Regions from separate parts of the Zea mays genome. Here region 2 is linked to region 1. The links are chromatin contacts, called in public Hi-C maps. All regions are on one chromosome and are shown on one strand. The core of a region is the stretch at or near the end of the contact, and the rest is flanking DNA. Distances in the headings are between cores, read along the strand shown.

Region 1 (3,448 bases), core at 301-2,800:
CTTGGTTTGATTATTACTGAGACCTTGTTTGGTTTGAGTGACTAAAGGCCATCCATTCTAGTTTCATTTAGTGTATAAATAGTCAAACAGTAGGATTAAAATAGAGACTAAACTGTTTTTATCGCTAGTCCCTTAAATGGTAACCTAAAAGAGGTAAACTATATTAATTCTATCTTTTGCCTCTAATTTATTTCAGTTGCACTGATGGTGAAAGAATGTTAAGAAACATTTTAGTCTTCTTATAAATCATATTAATTTAATACGTTTTGATTGAATACTTGTAGTTACCGCAACAAAACACAGTAGCGACTAAGTTTTAGTCCCTCGACTAAAATTTAGCCCATGTACTAAGGAACCAAAGAGACCCTAAGTGATTAGTGGAGATAAGCTCCATTTGTCGCTGTTGATCTACAACGTTGGGGCACCCTTCCACGTGGACCTCCGCCTACTCTTTGTATTTAGTTGTTATATTACTCTCTCCTAGCTGGGTCCCTAGAATAATGTCATTCATGCGCTTCTCGATGAGTCACTCCATTAATGTAAATCTAGCTAAGGATAGTATATATAAAATACTAATTAATATTTATAGTGTAAATGAAGTATATAGCAAAAAAGAAACATATTTTTAAAAAAAAAAGATAAAAATAATTTACAATTTAAAATAGAGAGGAAGCAGCGGCAGGACTGGAGTATTCTTTCACCAGTTTTGTCCTAACAAAACGCCCCACTTGCGCCGTGCTAATTGCATTTTAAGCAGGCGTGGCTTCTCGGCGACCGGGTCGATGCGTGATTTGCTCCCGAAAACACTTGTTTAACGACGATGAAGTAATCGGTGACCGACTGAAACGGCAGGAAGTTTCCAGCTGCTAGATGGCATCATCCGCATTCGGAATCGTCATCATCATCGTGAACCATGATCGCGCGGAACCGAGTGAAGCGCACCTGGCCATGCCCGTGCCTGCTTTTGCTTTGGAGAGGAGATCTGTCAGGTTCGGCGTTCGGGATTCTTCGGGTGGCCGTCCTGATCCCCGCACATGGGCGTGGGCGTCCGAGAGGCTGGAATGGAAGGGAGCGGCATCTGCCGGAGCCGATTCGATGCCCCGCCTCTGCTGGCGTCGCCGTGTCCAGCGTACGGGCTGATTCGGGGGAGAGAGAGAGAGGGTGGGTCGGTGCACACGGCACAGCACGCACAGCTGATCCTGTGCGCACGGCCGGCCGCTCGAAGGGATGGGACGACCGAACAACCGAGAGGGGGAGCGGGCAAACGGCCGCCCCGCCGCCGCCACCCCGTTCCCATACCGTGCGCACGCACGCGGCCAGTTGCTTGCTCGGTGCGCGCCAGAGTTGATGGGGCGCACATGCCGATGCCGTTGCGGTGTTGGCCGGCCGTCGCCACTCTCCTTTCGCCGTCGCGGTCGTTCCGTTTTCCAGTACTAGTAGGAAGCCAGGAAGGGCAGAGAGCCAGAGACGCAGAGCAAAGGGCATCGGCGCGGGGGGTGTGGGCCGCCCGTGCAGGGCCGGTCGCTCCGACGCCTACGCGGCGCGCCCTGGATCACGCGTCCGCGCACGCGTCGCTGTCGGGCACGCTGCACGCACCAGCCTGCCCCCCTTCCTCAGATGCAGTCCCTCTTTCTAGATTTCCTTTCTGCGATGATGATTTGATTTCCCGAGGATTCCGTTCCGTTCCATCGCGTGTCTCGCGCGCGTGAAGGCACAGCCACCGGCCAGAGTCGCCGGACCCCACCCGGGGTAGCACGCGGCGGGGAAAATTGTCTCGCGCGCGTGAAGGCGCAGCCACCGGCCGGGGTCGCCGGACCCCACCGGGGTAGCCACCGGCCGATCGCGTGGTGTTCGAACCAGAATTGAGCGCCGGACTGTCCGGCCCTGAGGCCGGACGGTCCGCGGTCCGGACGGTCCGCGTCTGTGGGCCAGACGGTCCGCGCGTGCGCAGAACAGATTAGGGTTCCGAGTTTTGTGCTACGGTTGTTAGCTATATTCGCGGGATTAGCTCGGAATCAGTTGTGTAAATGGTCCAGCCCCCCTCCTCTATAAATAGAGAGGTCTACGACCGATTTGTAATCATCAACAATCGAATCAATACAATTTTTATTCGCATTTTATCCTAGGAGTAGTTCTAGTCTAGTTTAGGTTTAGCCACTCGATCCCCAAATTCTCCGTCTCTCCTCGACTCTACGTCGATTAGAGGAGTCTAGGTCGGCCTGCCCGAGCCTAGACACCACCTAGGATCTCTACTCCCCGACGGGGTCCCTCCCGGGAGCGAGATCCAGGCGCCGTCGGCGATCTTCCGCCGTCCCTGCGTACGTGCGGACCGTCCGGCCCCAGGGCGCGGACCGTCCGGCCGTCAGGCAGAAGTACCAGCAGCGCACCAGGCCGCGGACAGTCCGCCCTTGCGCAGAGAGCACCACCGCGCCTCGCACCAGGCCGCGGACCGTCCGGCCCCTGCGCGCGGACCGTCCGCCCCTGTGCAGAGGGCACTGCCACGGTTCTTGTTGAGTGTTTGGCGCTCCGAAAAGGCGTCAACATACTTTTGGCGACTCCGCTGGGGACAAAACATCTAAGCCCATCAAATCGGCCCTCAATGGCCGGTTCAAGGGAAAGCTCTGATATTTCTCCAAGCAACATCATAGAGCTGACTTGGGAAACCTTGCCGGCTGATGAGCAGCTCCAGTTCGAAGAGCACAAGGAGCGGATGATCCAGGAGGCGAAAGCGAAGTTCTTGGCCAACTTCAAAGTGGACAGGAACAACAAGGTCGTCCGACATCGGGCGACGGATCCGGCTTCGCTCCAACCCACGCCAGATATCCCCAATGTAAGTAATACCAACGATCTGCAATCTCTTAGAAATTATGTAGAAGATCAACGTGAACAAATGCAGAACATCATAGGGGGTATGCAAAGCGATCTTAAGAGACTAGTACGTGCATTTGATAAATCTAGTACCGCAAATTTTCCTTCGCACGAGGTTGAGTTAGGAGATAACGCGTGTAACACATCGGCTACAGGTTGTCACGACCAGTCACAACCCCTTTATGGGATGCCGATGGACACATACCCTAAGCAACCGCAAATCGGCAGCAAATCAGCCGATCTGCACATGCCCGGACCGTCCGCACGTGAGCGCGGACCGTCCGGGCCAGCAACAGTCGGGCCTATTTTTAATGAGTTACCTAGATATGCGTCCGAGCCACCACACACGGCACAGAACCCAAACTACCCAGTCGGACCATCCGGGTACAACGACGGACGGTCCGCACATAATCACGGACGGTCCGGGCCAATGACCGGACAGTCCGCACACGACCTTTTTGAGGAGGATTGCTACCTGAATCCTCACCTGTCCCAGCAACACTTCCCATCGCACTATACAATGCATCAACCTATTAATTCGAGATCTAGAACCCAGGAAAACTTTCCGGCCCCACCTAGA
Region 2 (3,925 bases), core at 428-2,927, 120 kb before region 1:
ATCCCCATGCATTTCACCAAAGAGAGAGCCCTGAACTTCTGGCTGCAGTTGAGGAAAGCAAGAATACCAACAAGAGTAACACGGTTGCATTCCTCAAGCTGTAAGTTCTCAAACACCTTTGCTGATTCTGTGAAGGCCTTAAGGCCAGCATCCGACACATGTCCGCACTTCCTCAGGTAAAGCTTCTTCAAGCTTGGGCAGAACTTGGCAATAGAAGCGAGCGCAAGATCAGTGACTCCAGGGCAAGAGGTAACACTCATGCACCTGAGATTCTGCAGGCCAGCAGCATTAGCCATCACCCAGAAACCCCTCTCACCAACAGTAGCAAGACGAGTAAGTGAAAGGTCAGTGATGGCCTTCCCGTAGTATCCAATCACAGCAAGTGAAGCATCAGTTATGTTCAGTCCCTGGAGCCGGATCTTAGCAAGCGAAGCAGTGGCAGAGCACACCAGGCTGGAGATGCCTTGGTCACCAACAAGAGGACAGTTCTTGATGTTCACAGCTTGCAGTTTCATGCAGCTGCGGCCAATTGCCCTCAAGCCCTCATCGCCAACACTAGAGCATGCCTCGATGGTCAGAGACACCAAGTCGGGGCACCCCTGCGCAAAAGCGGCGAGGCCCTTGTCTGTGATGAGGGGGCATCGAGAAATATCCAGACGCTCCAGCAAGGGGCACCCGGCGGCGATCTCCACAAGTCCAGCGTCGGTGATAAGAGGCACGTCCCAGAGCGCGAGCGAGCTGAGGTTGGGGCTGCCGCGTGCAACCGCCGAGAGTCCTTGGTCTGTGACGCCACGGGCCGGGTGGCTTCCACGGACGGAGAGCTTCTCCAGCCCGCCACAGGATCCGGCGACGACGGCCATGGCGGCCAGGCGGACGTCGGTGGCCTCCTTGCCCTCGAGGACCCTGTCAACGCACCGATCCGCGGGGACCTCCTCCTTATCCTCCTCCATGACGAACTCCTCGTTCAGGTCCGGCAGCGACGGGGTGTCCGCCGCCGCGGCGGCCTGGCCGAACTCGGAGACCCGGATGCTGCCGAGGAGCGCGAGCCAGCGGCGGGAGACGCAGGCAGCGGCGCCGCGACGGCCGGGCACGCGGCGCAGGATCTCGAAGAGGCACTCGTCCGGGAGCGCGTCGAGCGACGGAAGCTGCCTCTGCTTCTTGGCCGCCCTCACGCACTCCGCGGCCGCGGCGGCCACAGCGGACGCGGCCACTAGCGTGCGCTTCCGCTGCTGCACGGCGCCGCGGCAGAAGAGTCCGGCCAGCTCAGCCGGCGCCGAGACGAGGCACCCGTCATCTGGTCCATCCAAGAAGCAACCAATTAACCATCAGAACGGGATGCCACACGTAATCCCTCCCTCCCAGCGTAAAATCTCAAATCGATCGACAGAGCTCCTAAGAAAAGAAGAATAAAGAGGATGTTTTTCGCCCTCACCTCCGTAAGCGTAGAGCGCAGGCATGTCTCCGAGTCACCCAACACCGAAGCGACCCCTTCCCCTCCCACTCGAATCAAGACCAGAAGAACGAGCACCACCGGATCTGAGGCACCGAAGAGGGCCGGAAGCATTTACAGCCCGCCGGAGCAAGGAAAACGGAACCCTGTCGCCGCCGGCGACAGGGAAAAAAGGAAGCGAAGGAAGGAGGGGGAACCTCGGTGGGGAGAGGGGAGGAGACCGACCTAGGGGAGGAAAAGAAGACGGCGAAGAGATGGGAGAGGAATATAGGGGGTAGAGAGAGAAAAGGGTGGTTGGCAGCTTGGCCCGCTTGCGTGTGGCACTGTGGCCGCGGCCTGGCGGAGCGGATGAATCCGGATCGGGGAAAGGAGAGCGCGCACCCTTGTCCCTTGGTGCGCCCAAGGGACGTGGCGGGGGCCTCGGCGTCGCGTGCCCCTCGACACCCGTGGCGCCAAGTTGCATTGCACCGCACGCGGCGAGCTGGATTCATTGAACCTCCGCGCTGGACAGGTACGGCCGTACGGCGTAGAGCGGGGTCGTTTGGATGGAAGCAGATGAAAGTGGTAATAGAACCGCTAGATAAATTTAATATTTTAAAATAAATATTCATAAAATTTTATGTTGATTTTTATTATACTATCAAGCTCATTATTATAAATAAGAATAAAATATTGTATAAATTGTTTTATGTGTTATTTACTTCCTACAATAAAAATATAAAAAATTTGTCGAATTTGTTTTTAAATCCATACCAAATTTTATTTATACCTATCATTTGAGAAGATATAAGATGAATTTAAGGTTTACCTTTTATAAATCTTTACAATCTCAATGTTAAAAATAAGAATACACATTTATATGGTAGATTTTATATCCTATTTATTTGCAATCAAAGAAAAACGACCAAAAAACTGATTACCGAATAAATATTGTTTCCGATTGTTTTCATCCCTTACTAGATACAGATGTACAGGATGTCTTCATTGGATCATACAAAGCATTATTTTACACTATATATTACATTATTTATAGAGTAAATTTTAAAATGAGAGATATAATAGAAGATATGATAAGTAATCTGCTCGAGACAGTCTAAACACTAATCAAGACTACATCTCTTTTCTTCTCTTCTCTATCTTTACTCCTATAAAGTATCAGTTTTCCTAGTTTTCATTGTCGTCCCTTTAAAAAATATTTATGTTTTTTTTCTAATCTAACTCGCGGTCCACTGTCATCGTGTGTCGTTACCTCCTAGATAAAACAAGAGAAAACACAAAACCCAACATAACGCAAAACTGCACGGAGCGCAGCACTCCTGAATAGTATCATATGTCCACCTCGCTAGATGAAGTAGGACGAACGATCGAGTTAGCTATAAACCTGGTTTCCACTGTCACCCCTTTTGCAAAAAAAGTCATTATACTTCTTTTTAATCTAACCTGGGATCCACGCTCATCGTGTGTTGTCATAAGGCCATGAGAAATCGTCCAAGCACAACACGACATGAAGCCACACGTAGCACAATGCTCTCGGGTAGTACCACCTTACTAGCTGAAGAAGGATAAGCGACCGAGTTAGCTATAAAAAAGGGGCATGTCAGATATTCAACTAATATCTTTCTCGGACTTTTAGCTAAGATAAAGTACAATATTTAATATCTAGTATGTGAGTCATATGTCCACTTTAATTTTAAACTTATTTTTTGTAGGGAGGGTCCACTTTAGTTTTAAATTTTTTTATAGAGAGGGTCCATCACAGTGTGTTGCCATTGTGCCCTCATGTGTTGTACAACCATTGCAATATAACCATTGCAATATATCGCCAAATATGATTGGTGTCGTTGCAAGGTGCATGCATTGTACTAGTGCATGCATTATGAGGGTGTTTGGTTCCCTTAGTCAGCCTTCTAAATTTTAGGTACTAAACTTTAGTCCATAGAATTTCTATTTGTAAAGTCTCATTTAGTCATATTGTTTGCCAGTTTAGCGACTAAAAGTACTAAACTTTAGTTTAGGAGGTGGGAACCAAACACCCTAGGGATAACTTTTTCCAAGAAATCAAATAAGTTAGAAATAATTATATTGATGATGATAAATCCTTTTATCCTAAATAAGTTAATGTATTAAAGTAGGTTAGAGTTACAAAACAAATAGAAACCACCTCATGATTTGGACACATGGATGCTTATTTTCTATGCACTTCTATTCAATGCTAAATCTTTATAAAGTTATTTTCTAATTACTGCTTCTTCTCATATCAGCTTCGGTTTGAATTTTTAATGTGTAGTTGTACTTGGGGTATCTGAGGGGTTTTTAGGTCTGCTCAAGGTTCCAGCTCCATCATTGTGGTTCTTGAGTTGAATTCTCGCTTCATTACTCTTTTGATTGAGTATTTTATTTGATCTTTGCCTTCCAAGTTGGAGAAGGGTTTTGTAGTTGAATTTGGGTTGAGAAACTATTCTAGAACCATTGCCA

The links. A called contact is a pair of places that touch in the nucleus more often than the background predicts.
Region 2: a contact with region 1 is called in a Hi-C map of endosperm, with 4 times the contacts expected there. The contact joins the promoter of LOC100194025 here to the enhancer-like site in region 1. A contact is called at or near these places in 7 of 25 Hi-C or Micro-C datasets (bundle sheath, ear, endosperm and 4 more) and 1 of 3 datasets of contacts at active chromatin or transcription factors (leaf).

What each region holds. Positions count from the first base shown.
Region 1 is chr5:118,011,078-118,014,525 of Zm-B73-REFERENCE-NAM-5.0, reverse strand. No RefSeq gene overlaps it. Among protein-coding and RNA genes, the nearest start is that of LOC100283886, 26 kb to the right of the region's middle. Within about 2 kb of position 1,550, at least 20 of the 20 cell types and tissues checked have an H3K27ac peak or open chromatin away from gene starts, as enhancers often do. A contact at or near this core is called in bundle sheath, ear, endosperm and 4 more, where this site is marked.
Region 2 is chr5:118,134,138-118,138,062 of Zm-B73-REFERENCE-NAM-5.0, reverse strand. LOC100194025 (F-box family member) reads right to left here and starts at 1,677. Exons shown (of 2, transcript NM_001139088.2): 1 at 1,433-1,677; 2 at 1-1,294. The coding sequence starts at 1,457.